Linked DNA regions of Sus scrofa: region 1 is linked to region 2. A link is a contact called in public Hi-C data. All regions are on one chromosome and are shown on one strand. The core of a region is the stretch at or near the end of the contact, and the rest is flanking DNA. Distances in the headings are between cores, read along the strand shown. Region 1 holds the start of RPRD1A (regulation of nuclear pre-mRNA domain-containing protein 1A). Region 2 holds the start of C6H18orf21 (UPF0711 protein C18orf21 homolog).

Evidence for each region. A called contact is a pair of places that touch in the nucleus more often than the background predicts.
Region 1: a contact with region 2 is called in a Hi-C map of liver, with 7 times the contacts expected there. The contact joins the promoter of RPRD1A here to the promoter of C6H18orf21 in region 2. A contact is called at or near these places in 2 of 5 promoter capture datasets (fetal liver and liver), 21 of 47 Hi-C or Micro-C datasets (alveolar macrophages, blood, brain and 8 more) and 2 of 2 datasets of contacts at active chromatin or transcription factors (alveolar macrophages and skeletal muscle).

Annotation. Positions count from the first base shown.
Region 1 is chr6:119,830,719-119,837,585 of Sscrofa11.1, reverse strand. It overlaps RPRD1A (regulation of nuclear pre-mRNA domain-containing protein 1A), which reads left to right and starts at 3,564. Exons shown (of 7, transcript XM_003356411.5): 1 at 3,564-3,889. The coding sequence starts at 3,739.
Region 2 is chr6:119,733,333-119,740,749 of Sscrofa11.1, reverse strand. It overlaps C6H18orf21 (UPF0711 protein C18orf21 homolog), which reads right to left and starts at 5,362. Exons shown (of 5, transcript XM_003356410.3): 1 at 4,917-5,362; 2 at 4,813-4,835; 3 at 596-795. The coding sequence starts at 4,993.

The DNA of each region.
Region 1 (6,867 bases), core at 2,315-4,814, 99 kb before region 2:
TTGTGTGTTCTTGAAATTTTCCATAATAAAAAATTTGAATAAAGATTTTTTTCTTTTTTTATTGTGGTAAAATATATATGACATAAAATTACCATTTAGGAGTTGCTACTATGGCTCACTGGGATTAGCAGCATCTCTGCAGTGCCAGGATGCAGGTTTGATCCCTGGCCTGGCATAGCAGGTTAAAAGGATCCTGAGTTGCCATAGCTGTGCTGTAGGTCACAAATGCGGCTTGGATCTGATCCCTGGACTGGGAATTCCACATGCCCCAAGGTGGCCAAAAAAGAAAAAATAAAACAAAAACCATTTAACCATTTTTTAGTGTACAATTAAATGGCATTAAATACATTCACAACATTGAGCAAGCATCACCACTATCTATTTGCAGAACTTTTTCATCATCCCGAATAGGAATTCTGTGTTCATTAAACAATAAGTCCTCATTCCTTCCTCCTCCCAACTACTGGTAACCTCTATTCTACTTTATGTCTCTGTGGATTTCCCTATGTAGATACTTCATATCACTGGAGTCATATGATATTTATCCTTTTATGTCAGGCTTATTTCACTTAGCGTAATATTTTTGAAGTTTACAGTTGGCAGTTCCTGTTGTGGTGCAGCAGAAATGAATCCCACTCATATCTGTGAGGATGGGATTTGATCCTCGGCCTCTCTCAGTGGGTCCGGGACCCGACACTGCATGAGCTGTGGTGCAGGTTGCAGCTGAGACTTGGATCTTGCGTTGCTGTGGCTGTGGTGTAGCCACAGCTCTGATTTGACCCCTAGGCTGGGAACTTCCATATGCTGAGGGTATGGCCCTAAAAAGCAAAAAAAAAAAAAAAAGTTTACCCATGTTGTAACATGTATCAGAATTTCATTCCTTTTTATGGCTGAACAATAGCACATCGTATGCATATACTACATTTTGTTTGTCCATCCTTCCATTGATTATAATCAATTTTAAAATAACTTTATTTTGGGAAGGAGGGTACAGGTGGTTGCAGGGAAGATATTGCTTGCATCTTTAAGTGGAAAATGGAATTGTTTAGGATTTGGGAAATAATTAGATAAGTTTGTCATTGCTGGGGCTAAAAAACACAGAGCGGGGAGATGGCTGATGGTGCTGCTAGGAGTGGTAGAACTGAGTTAATGGGAGCCTTGTATGTCAAACCAAGGCTATGACCTTTTCCTCTTCTTTTCTTTTCTATGGCCAAACCCATGTCATACAAAAGTTCCTGGGCCAGGGATTGAATCTGAGCCACAGTTGCAACCTACACTACAGCTACAGCCACACTGGATCCTTAACCCACTGTGCTAGTCCAGGGATCGAACGTGTGCTTCCACAGTCACCCGAGCCACTGCAGTCGGATTCCTAACCCACTCTGCCACAGCCAGAACCCTCTATGACCTTTTTCTTATAGGTCCCAATGAAGGTCCCTCCCCTCCCCTAATCAAAATATATTTCTTATTTTTTTTCTGTACAACTAATACATGCTTGTGTCAAAAATTCAAACCATACTGAAATATAAACATTGCAAAGAAGAATTTATCCATTTTCTTACCTATCTAAACCATTATAAAAGGTTTGATGTGTGTCCTATATCAAAACTCATCAGCTACAGACCACAAGAACAACCTAAAGTTAAAGTCAGGTTTATTCAGATTGCTGCAGCAAAGAAGAGAACTGTGGGGATGTATCATTAAGCAGTAATTGGTGGGAGTTCCTGTTGTGGCTCAGCAGTAAGGAACCTGACTAGTATCTATGAGGATGAAGGTTTGATCCCTGGCTTCACCTAGGGGGTTAAGGATCTGGCATTGCCGTGAGCTGTGGTGTAGGTTGCAGATGCACCTCGGATCCTGTGTGGCTATGGCTCTGGTATAGGCTGGCAGCTGCAGCTCTGATTTGACTGCTAGCCCAAGAAATTTTATGTGCTGCAGATTTGGCCTTAAAATGCCAAAAAAAAAAAAAAAAAAAAAAAAAAAACACGGGAATTCAAAGAGTTTAATACAAGAGCCTGTGCTGGGTGATTCTAGTGATTCTAAACAGGCTTTATGGAAAGCAGGAGTCTGTTCTGGATTGGGTTCTGTTCAGGAAGGAGAGACAGTTTGGCGATTGGGTAGGTCTTTGGTAATTTTTATCTGGAATGCCAAAGGATTGAGATTGGGTTAGAGCTATCACTGGTAAAACAGCTGTAATCACTGATGTAGTTAAAAGAGAATATTGGTAGTTTTCATGGTTTCAAGGTGGCCTTGACTCTTGACTCACTTATTCTACTACAATGTCAGAATGGCCTTTGAGTATTGTTTATATCCTGAGAGGCCTGCTTCTGTTTTGTTAGGAACATTACAGCCTAATGTGAAATTTAAGAAAGGAAAACCTGGAGTTCCCATTCTGGCTCAGCGGGTTAAGAACCTGACTAGTATCCATGAGGATGCGGGTTCAATCCCCGGCTTCTCTCAGTGGGTTAGTGCTGCAAGCTGTGGCATAGGTTGCAGATGGGGATCATATTTTGTGTTTCTGTGGCTGTGGTGTAGGCTCTGATTCATCCCCTAGCCTGGGAACTTCCATATGCCGCAGGTGTGGCCCTTAAAAAACAAAAAGGAAAGAGAAGATACTTATGATCAAGTAAAAAGGAATATTCGATGACTACTTGGTGAAAGTTCTGGAACAGTGCTTCTCAAAAGATGGTTTAGGAACTCCTGTGATTCCTTGTGTACCTATCTTGAAGTTTCTTATATTAATATTAGAGTACAACAGTATCCATCTTTCTGTGTCCTTTGTGATTTATCATAGTTAACACAAGTACAAGGTCAAAATGTGCTGGGTTATGAGATTTCTGAAATCTATTTTAAATTACACAATACATAAATATGTTCTTGTAAAAAATAAAAACAATACAGACACAGCTTAAGGGTTCCAGTTCTAATCCTCCACACAACTATTTATGTTATGCGTATTTTTCCAGACCTTTTGCCATGCATTTACATACTTATGAATTAATATAAAATGTATACTTTTATAAAACAATGTTATACTGTAGTTTTCCTTTTACAACTTAAAAAAAAACCCAATTCACCATTGGATTTATGAATATTTTAAGCTGCTGCATGTATTTTGTAATATGAAGTATCACAGTTAATTTAGCCATTTAGTTGCTGCGAAAGTCCCAGCTCTTTGCTGTTACTGAGCTGGACCATAAAGCTAGCATACAGCTGCATGGGCAAACATGCTGGGGTTCCCTAGCACTGACAGCACTTAGTGAAATCTCAAGGTCACCAGAAAGGTATATTTTAAAATGTAATATATCACCCCAAATACTTTTCCAAAGTGGCTATACCAAATTTACACACCTATGTAGAGGTTTTTAAAGACCCCTTGATAGAAATACTTTCTCCCAGCAGGAGAGTTCAAGGCCTGGCACACCCGCCCCTTCTCCGGCCTTGACCTCGGCAGTACCGCCCCACTGCCTCTCTATCTCTAGGCTCAGCCCCGCCCCTTCCGCTTGGAGGTCCCACCTCTTGGCCGCTTCTGTTCAGAGGGCGGGGCGTGGGTCGTCCGTGACATCACTGCCGGCTAGACGCCATCTTGCTGGTTCCCGGCGGGTCTTGGATGTGGCGGCCCCAGTGTTGAGGGCGTGGGCAAGGGTGGGGTGAGGGGGCGAGGCCGCGGCTGGGGCGGCGAAACTCTCCACCCCTCAGCCCCACCGCGTGGGACGGCGTGAACGAGGTGTCGGAGGGATGTCCGCCTTCTCTGAGGCGGCGCTGGAGAAGAAGCTGTCGGAGTTGAGCAACTCGCAGCAGAGCGTGCAGACCTTGTCCCTGTGGCTGATCCACCACCGCAAGCACTCGCGGCCCATCGTCACCGTGTGGGAGCGGGAGCTGCGGAAAGGTAAGACGGCCTCGCCTTTCTGCCGCTCCCTCCCACCCGGCCGGGTCCCTGAGGTCCCCCAAACCCTGCGCCCTGCTCCTTGAGGCCCCCATTACCCCAGCGACCCCACCTCACCGCCGCCCCGAACCCCCACTACCGAGCGCCCGGGGCTCCCTGGTGTCCGTGGTCTGCGGGCGGGGAGAAGTGTTGTGCGCTGCTCTTCCTGCAAAGTCGGCGCTTAGTAGGCTGTTGAATAAGGAATAAAGAACCGATACTTCTGTTGATTTAACGCGGAGACAGTAGCCAGGGGCTCAGGACTCTGCACCTAATTGCAGTCAGGTGTTTTGTTTTTTAATTGTGTACATTATAATGGAGGATGGGGGGAAATTGGGAAATGTGCACAGGAAAAGATCTGTATGCGGTTGGGAAATACCTATTTCTGTGACACATCATCTCAATCTTATAAAATTAATAGAGGAGTCAGAGTTTAGAGCTGGGAAACCTAAAATAAGATGCGTGATGCAATGGAAAAAATCCTGAATTTGTAGATTTTAGAGGACCTGAATTAGGGAAATTTCTTTATTTCTGAATTGCAAGTGCCTGAAAATGAGGGAGTTAGATTAAGTGAGGTAAGGTCCTTTCTTGCTCTATGATTATACGCCTCTGGGGCAGTGTCTTTATTTTACAAAGCATTCGATAGTGTTTCTGTAAATGAAGTTAACTTTTCGAGCAGTAGTCTTGCTGTCACTAAAATATCTAGAAGAATCATTTTGCTATGACTGCAGAGCCAATTTATCCAAGAACTGATTGTATGATAGCGCGACTGAAAATTAAAATATTTCGTCTGCTTAGTCTGGATTTGTACCTTAATTCTTAATTAGGTATAGGTAGTGGGCTCTTTCAATTGTTGTTTCAAACACCCTGATGTATCAGATATGATGGTTATTTATTAATTAAGGGTTTTAACAACATGTTCTTCATCAAAATAAATGTTTAAGTACTGATCCGTAAGAAAGCCATATGATAAATTAATATGAGAGCCAAAATGTGGCGTTGGCTATGTAGAATGGAGACAAACTCATTTTCTTGTGTGTTTGCTTGTGATTGATCCATTAGAAGAAGTTGACGTAGAGCTCTGTTTTTCACTTCATATGTAAGTGTATGTGTATTGGCTCTCATGGAGGAATTCACCTATAAGTAGCCAAAAAGGTTTGAGAAACACAAATATAAATGTCTGGAAAATAGCTGTGAACTTTGAGAAGGCAGGTATTGTATTTGCTTTTTTGCCTTGCTAGATATGAAAATCAGCAACAGGTGTATATATACTTTTTTTTTTTTGAAAAGAGTGTAAGGATTGGTACCCAGACTGTTTCTAAGAACTACCACAGATCAGTAGAAAGATGGACATACTGTTAAAGGCATTTCACATTAGAGAAACCGGAAAGACCAGTAAATGATACTTAATCTTACTAATCAAGGAAAATCAATGAAGTACCACTTTATACCCTTTGGTTTGCAAAATTTAAAAGCATGATAATACCAAAAATTGGGAAGGAAGACAGGAAACAGGAACTCTCTTCAATTGCTGATTGTAGTGTAAAAAAGGGATGGTCTTAGCAACCTCTAATGAAGTTGAAGGTATATATCTTTTGATCTAGTAGTTCTTCCGTGATTATATCTTGGACACTCAAGGAATTATGTTTATTGTAGTCTTTTTTTTTTTTGTCTTTTTAGGGCCACACCCGTGGCATATGGAGGTTCCCAGGCTAGGGGTCTAATTGGAGCTGTAGCCACCGGCCTACACCACAGCTCACTGCATCACTGGATCCTTAAGCTGAGCAAGGCCAGGGATCAAACTCGGCAACCTCATGGTTCCTAGGTGGATTCGTTAACCACTAAGCCGATGGGAACTCCTGTTGTAGCCTCTTAATAGCAAAATTAGATAAACAGTTTAAACATCTTACTAGTTAGAGTATGATAAATATATTTTGACATTCATGCAATATAATACGGTCCAGTGGTTTTCAGGAATGAACTAGAGCTACGTGAAAGAAACAACATGATTGAATTAAAGAACAACAAAGAAGCAAAATGTTGAGCTAAGAAAGAAAGGGGCAGACCAGTATGCCATTCGGTGAAAGTTTGAAAACATGCAAAACAATACTCTATATTGTTTCCAGATATCTGTAGTTATTGCTAGAACGTGCATAGTAATGATTAACACCATAGTCCAAGGTAGTTGTTGCCTTAAAGGAGAGAGGAAATGAGAAGGGATCTGTGTTACCTTATAGTACATATATTTAAAACATTTTTTGAAACAAATGGGGGAAAAGAATAAGATGTACTTTTAGCTGAGTTTGGAAATGTTTCCTTACATTTAAACGTTTCATAAATAGAAAAAGTTAAAGACACATAAATAAATGCTTTAGGAGGAGAGTAGTTTGGGTGATGATGAGATGATAGAAATGGTAGTAATACCAGTAGTGGTGATGACTGGGCTGCTGATTGTCAGTGTGATGTGAGATTATCCGCCAGAGGTTTCCTTTCCTTGACACATGACTGTGCCTTTGTAGGGCATAGCTTTATGTCCTCATGGTTGTCTGCAGTTTTGCTCGTCAACTTTAGGATCCTCCATCTCCTGAAGCATAATGATAATGACAGTAATTTGCTGAGTACCAGTCATTGTTTTAGACATTACTGTGATGTCTTGAATACTTACGTTATCCCTGCAAAATAAGTATTTTTTTTAAAAGGAATTGATCAAGTTTGAAATAAATCAAGAAATAAATTACGGAAAATTAGTTGAAGATTTTGTGTTAAGCTAGGCACCCTTTAGTTCCTTCAAGTGTTTAAAGAAGACAGAAATGTCACATTGGTAGGAAAAATAACTGCTCAGAATGTAAGAATGAGTAGGTAAGATGATTTATCAGACATGGTAACCATGCGATTATGAAGATTTCTCCTCTTTGTCTACTTTTCTTATCTTTGTCTCCTTTAAA
Region 2 (7,417 bases), core at 4,113-6,612:
TTATGGGAGTTCCAGCTGTGGCATGGTAGGTTAAGAATCCAAATGCAGTGACTCAGGTTGCTGTAAAGGCTTGGGTTTGATTCCTGGCCCAGCACAGTGGGTTAAAGGATTTGGTGTTGCCACATCTGTGGCGTAGGTCACAGCTGGGGCTCGGAGTCAGTCCCTGGCCTATGAACTTCCATATGTCTCAGGTGCAGCTGTTAAAAAAACACAAACCTTGGAGTTCCTCTTATGGCTCAGTGGTTAAAGAACCCGAGCAGGATCCATGAGGACACGGGTTCCATCCCTGGCCTCACTCAGTGGGTTAAGGATCTGGCATTGCTGTGACCTGTGGTATAGGTTGCAGATGTGGCTCAGATCCTGCATTGCTGCACCTATGCTGTAAGCCGGCAGCTGTACCTCTGATTTGACCCCCAAACCGGGAATTTCCATATGCCATGGGTGCAGCCCTTAAAAAAAAAAAATCTTATGTATATATTTTGACAGTCTAAATATACTACTGTAAACCTCTGAGTTATATTCAGGCTAATTCTTAACCTCACCTTAAGTGAAAGAAAATTCACTTCATTTATACATAATGGAATTGAAATCTTACCAATACACTTTTGGATTCTTTGTACTTTTCCAGAATTTTTGCTTCTTTAAAACTGAGTGTATAATTTCTTGCTTCTCGATTAAGAAGTTTCTGTATTTTGGGTGTCAGTTTGGGCTTGGGCTTGAGGCGCACTCTAGACTTATCTGGAACCAGCAACTGGAAACAGTATGGACATGTTCCTTCAAAAGTGCTTTTATCATCTAAAATTATACAAATGAAATTCATGATTCAGCAAATCAGAATATTCTGTTACCTCAGTCAATGTTATAAATGCAAACAAGTACATTATTTAACATGAGAAAATGTACATTTTCCTTAAGCTAACTCAAAAATGAGTTTATAAAGATGAATGGGCAATAATTCATTTTACAAAACATAATTCTGTTCATTCACTCCTTTGAGCAACAGATAGGTAAGTCCTCACTCATTGCTACATGTTTTATTACTTGCTACCAAGTTAAAAAAAGGCAGTATGTCTTGGAGTTTCCGTCATGGCTCAGCCATAACAAACCCGAGTAGTATGCCAGTTTGATCCCTGGTCTTGCTTGGTGGGTTAATAATCTGGCGTTGCCAAACACTGTGGTATAGGTTGAAGATGCAGCTTGGATCTGGCATTGCTGTGGCTGTGGTGTAGGCTGGCAGCTATAGCTCTGATTTGACCCCTAGCCTGGGAACTTCCATATGCCTTGAGTGAGGCCCTAAAAAAATTAAAAAAAAAAAAAAAAGGTGGTATCTTACCAACTATACAGACACATTTATCACAAAAATAACAAAATATACTTTCACTTTTCTTTTTTAAACAATTAGCACAAGAGTTCCTGTCGTGGCTCAGCAGAAACAAATCTGACTAGCATCCATGAGGATGCAGTTTCCATCCCTGGCCTCGCTTGGTGGGTTAAGGATCTGGCGAAGCTGTGAGCTGTGGTGTAGGTCGTAGACAGGGCTTGGATCTGGTGTTGCTGTGGCTGTGGTGTAGGCCAGCAGCTACAGCTCTGAGTAGACACCTACCCTGGGAACCTCCATATGCCACGGATGCGGCCCTAAAAAGGCAAAAAAAAAAAAAAAAAAAAATGCAATTAGCACAGTTTCATGGTTCATGAGCTGGGCTTTGTCTGCAGGTATTTCTCTCAGTACAAGGTAACAGGACAAGAGACTTGCCCCAAATCCTTCATGCAATCAAGAAAGCATTCACTGACCATCTACCATGCTAGACTGTGGAGACATAAATTTGGAAGTAAAGGAGTCGCTATCTTTATAGAAATTTTGTTTCTAGGGAGCCCTAAGCAAATGGAGACTGTAAGAACTGTAATAAAGTATGACTAAAATATCCTGGAAATTATTAAACTCTGCATGGACTTGCCAGAAATACTTCAAAGAGGCTTAACAACAAAAGTCCAGATAGGGAGTTCCCTGGTGGCACAGTGGGTGAAGGATCAGGTGGTGTCACTGCTATGGTGCTTCAATCCTTGGTCTGGGAACTTCTGCATGCCACAGCGGGGCCAGGAAAAAAAAAAGTCATAAAAGGGCTTTCAGGGGAGTTCCTGCTGTGGTGCATGGGTTCAGAATCCAACTGCAGTGGCTCTGGTCTCTGTGGAGCCATGGGTTCAGTCCCTAGCCTGGCACAGTGGTTTAAAGGATCCCAGTGGTATAGGTCACCACTGAAGCCCGAATTCAGTCCCTGGCCCAGGAACTTCCATATGCTATGGATGTGGCCATAAAATTTTTAATTTAAAATTTTGTTAAAAAAAAGGGCTTGGAGTTTCTGTTGTGGCTCAGTGGTAATGAACCTGACTAGTACCAAGAAGATTCAGTCGATCTCTGGCCTCACTTAGTGGGTTAAGGATCCTGAGGTGCTGTGGCTGTGGTGTAGGCTGGCAGTTACAGCTCCTATTTGACCCCCAGCCTGGGAATCTCCATATGCCTTGGGTGAGGCCCTAAAAAAGCAAAAAAAAAAAAATCTAAATAATACAGAAATAAGGGCATTCAGGTACAAGTGCAGAGAAAAAGGAAGCCTCATTATTTAGGGAAAGGTGAGGTGTAAAGGTGACCCAGCTGAAGAGGAAGGTGGGCACACTATCTGTTAGTAAATATTTACTGGTGAGCACCATGCTAAATGCCAGGGATACAACAGCGCTACAATAAGTTAAGGACCATGCTTGTAACTTAGCACTGCCAAAAGTAAAATTCACTTATATTTATTGACTGTTAAGTGCGAGGCACTGATTTGGGTTTGGGAGACACTGAACAGTGAGTGAACAAAGGACAATTCATGGAGAGAGACAATAAATACAAAAACACCAAATGTTAAGTGCTGAGAAAAAAGACAGGAAAGGGAATGCAGACTGGCAACGGATTTGATATAGTCTTAAATCAGGGTATCAGGGAAGGCCTCCTGGGGTGGTATTTTCTTTATTTTTTTCGTCTTTTTAGGGCCCCGCCCTGGGCACATGGAGGTTCCCAGGCTAGTGGTCGATTCAGAGTTACAGCTGCCGGCCTACACTACAGCCACAAGAACTTGGGATCTGAGCTGCGACTGTGGCCTACACCACAGCTCACAGCAACGCTAGATCGTCAACCCACTGAGTGGGGCCAGGGATCAAATCTTTGTCCTTATGGATACTAGTCGGGTTCCTTAACCACTGAGCCATAACAGGAACTCCCTACGATGATATTTTCAAGAGATCAGAAGGAAGTGAGGGAGGCATCCAAGCAGATATGTGAGGTAAGAGTTCCAGGTAGAAGGAAAAGCCACTGCAAAGGCCCTGAAATGGCATAGGGGCGATAGTGGTTGGAGTTTAGTGAACGAAAGGGAGAGCAGGTCTGAGAATTAATGTGAACCTATGACATAGGTCCCTGTGGTCCTTTCAAAAGATTTTCACTTTTACTCCGAGAATGGGCAGTCATTTCATTTCAGAGTTTGCAGTGGAGAAGTGACATGATCTAGACTAGGTTTTTATTAGGTTGACTCTGGCTGCTGGACTGGGAATGGACGGTAGAAACACATGGGAGCTGTTGGCAATAATCAGGAGACTGATGGCTTAGACCAGGGCGGATGTGGAGAGAAGTGGATGGATGTGGAGAGAAAGGCTAGATAAAGGGTGTATTTTTGTTGTTGTTGTTGTTTTTAGGGCCACACCTATACCATATGGAAGTTCTGAGGCTAAGGGTCGAATCAGAGCTACAGCTGTCAGCCTATGCCACAGCCACAGCAATTCAGGATCTGAGCCGCGTCTGCGACCTACACCACAGCTCATGGCAACACCAGATCCTTAACCCACTGAAGGAAGCCAGGGATCAAACCCGAATCCTCATGGATTCTAGTTGGAGTCGTTAACCACTGAGCCATGAAGGAAACTCATGATATTGGGTGTATTTAAAGCCAATGGTAAAGCTCAAGTTTTAGCTTAATGTGAGATTCAAAAAAAGTTGTCAAGAAGGCATCTGGGACATTCCCGTTGTGGCTCAGCAGGTTAAGAGCCCAACATGGTATCCATGAGGACGTAGGTTTGATTCCTGGCCTCACTCAATGGGTTAAGGATCCAGTATTGAGTGTAGGCTGCAGATGGGGCTTGGATTTGGTGGATTTGGTGTTGCCATGGCTGTGGCTTGCGGGGACAGCTGCATCTCCAATTCTACCCCTGGCCCCTCAGAAGTTCCATATGCCTCAGGTGCTGTAGTAAAAAAGGGGGAAGAAAAAAAGGCATCTGGATGAGTCTAGGATTCCACAGAGTGGTCTAGATTGGGGATATGAATTTGGAAGACCTCAGTATTCAGAGTTTAAAAGCCATGAGACTGGATGAAATATTGTCACCAAGGAATTGAGTGTAGCTAGAAAAGATGCCCAAAGGTTGAGTCCTTGGGAACTCCAACATTTGTAAGTTGGGGAAATCAGCAGGAAGGAGAGGTATTGGCTAAAGAAGTAGGAGGTGAACTTTGTAATGACCTGGAAGCCAAGTGAGGAAACTATTTCAAGTAGACTGATCAAAGCGTCAAGTGCTGCTAACAGGTCAGGAAAACTAAGGCACGTTAAGCAATTTGGATTTTTTTTTTTTTTTTTTTTTTTTTTGCGAAACTGAGACGCCTGGCCGAGGCGGGATAGGAGGTTGTGATGGCAGAGAATGGATCAGATTTTTTTTGGACCATTCTGAGCGCTGTGCAGAATGGAGGGGAGCGAGGCGACGCAAGCCTGACCCATAACGAACGGGCGTCCTCCCTACCGTGTGACGAACTGTAGGCCCAGCTGCAAAAGAGAAAGAGACTCATAAGGGACTAGTTCACACCCTCTCGCCTCCCGCTTCCCCGTCCTCTTTCCCTCTCTTACAGGAGATAGCGGGCCTGGCCCGGGCAGCTATCTTGTAGTTTCCATGCCGCAGCCTCAAGGTAGTGCTTCTGCCTCATCGTCACCGCCAATTCCACATCTCTGATACGCAGGGACGCAAAGAGACTCCGAAAGCCGGCTGGAAACTTTGACGTCAGGATCCGAGCTCCCTCTGGAAACAGGCGCCCTCAGCTGAAGGGTTCCGGTTCCTTTGCGTCCGGTCCCCTGCGCTGGCCCGCCCTCCCTGCGCCGGGCCCGCCTCCAGGTCCCTAGCGGTCCTCGCTGGCCAGGCGCGGATCGCTTAGTACAAGAGGCTGTGCGGAGCAGCTTGATTGGGCCGGGGTGGCTAGGTTGAAAGCCGAGTCTGACGCCTGCTTCTGGTCTTTATCTGATTGATAGCCTCCTCTCATACCGGTGGTCATTTCCTCAACCGCCATCGCCCCCTAGATTTTCAAGCCCGGGCACTGACTTGCACCCGGGTAGGCGGAAGCGAGGCCCGCAAGGGGGCAGCTGCGAGAAGCGCGGTTTCTGGTCTCCAGTCCAGCCTGCTCTGGGCAGGTGCACTAGCGAGCTTATTTTATTTTATTTTTTCCTGCTTTTTTTTCTTTTTTTTTTCTTTTTGCCATTTCTTGGGCCGCTCCCGCGGCATATGGAGGTTCCCAGGCTAGGGGTCGAATCGGAGCTGTAGCCACCGGCCTACGCCAGAGCCACAGCAACGCAGAATCCGAGCCGCGTCTGCCACCTACACCACAGCTCGCCGCAACGCCGGATCGTTAACCCACTGAGCAAGGGCAGGGATCGAACCTGCAACCTCATGGTTCCCAGTCAGATTCGTTAACCACTGCGCCACCACGGGAACTCCCCCATCCTACTTCTGTGAGGTGATCAGCATTAACAGTTGGGTGTCTCCTCCTTCTATGTCCTTACACACATAAGCACATGTACAAATGTATAAATATCCTCAGTTTCCACATACACACAACAACAACAACAACAAAAGATACCGGGAGTTCCCATTTTAGCACAGTGGAAACAAATCAGTGGGTTAAGGATCCTGCATTACCATGAGCTGTGGTGTAAGTCTCAGACATGGCCTGGATCTCATGTTGCTGTGGCTCTGGGATAGGCTGGCAGCTGTAGCTTCGATTTGACCCCTAGCCTGGGAACTTCCATATGCCTCCGGTGTGGCCCTAAAAAGCAAAAGACAAATAAACAAACACCCCCCCAAGATACACACAAAAAAAGAAAACCAAAAATAGAATGGTTTACTACTCTTACATTTTTCCTTAACAATAGGTCACAGACATCTCTCCAGGTCAGTTTATGTAGTTTTCAATAAGCTTTTAAAGAGCTGACAATATTACAAAATGTAATGAGCTGTAATTTATTTAACCACTTCCTGTTGATGAACATTTAATTTTTTTTCAGTGATTTGCTAGTTCAAATAGTGAAGCAGCAAAACTCACGAATGCTTTTTATTTCTTTTCTCTAAATTCCTAAAAGATAAATTACTGAGGGAAACAATATCCACATTTTAATTTGCTGGATCATCCAAAAAAGATTGTAGCAATTCACATTCCCAGTATCAATGTCTGAAAAAGCTGATTCGAATTGGATCCGTGAAAATGTAAAGATCATTAGTTCACTTATCAGTGGAATCAAGCCTCTATTTATTTCTTATGGCTTGCATTTTCTTTTGTGAAATGAAATCTTCATTAAATTGTTTATCAATTTCTAGGAGATCTTTGTATTTTAGAGGAAATTCATCCTCTTCTTGTCATTTATAAAGCAATGTTTCCTTACTTTATCTCTCTCTTTTTTTTTTTTTTTTTTTTTTGCTTTTTTAGGGCTGCACCCGAGGCATATGGAGGCATATGGAATCGGAGCTACAGCTGCCAGCCTACACCACAGCCACAGCAATGCAGGACCTGAGCTTCACCTGAGACCTACACCACAGCTCACAGCAACACCAGATCCTTAACCCACTGAGCTAGGCCAGGGATCAAACCCATATCCTCAGCCTTCATCCTTGACTTCCCCCACCAGCCTGCCCTGCGCCCAGTCTTACTCCTTCTCAGCCTCACCGAGGCCCACTGCTGCTTCCTCTTCCCACCCCATGTAGCCACGCCGTCCACAGGGTCTGCCGTCAACCCCTCAGGAGCAAATCATGTCTCTGCCCACTTCTCCTGACGCCCTGGAGATCCTCTCTTCTTTTGCATACACCCCTACGTTGGTCCTCTACGTTCATTTCCTACCTCCTCTCTCCCTATCCATCCTTCACAGGGCAGACAAAGTAGTCTTCTTAAAATGTAAATCATTTGGGGGGACATGGAGCATCCCTGCTCCGAATTCTCTTCAAGCTCCTCCTTGCACTTGGCACACAAGCTCCTAGCAGTGCTCTCCAGGGCCCCATGTGGTGGTCACTGCCCCACCTTGAACCTCACCTTGTCTCACCCTCCTACACTCATACTGCTCCTCACATTAATCTTCTTTCTCTCTCTCAT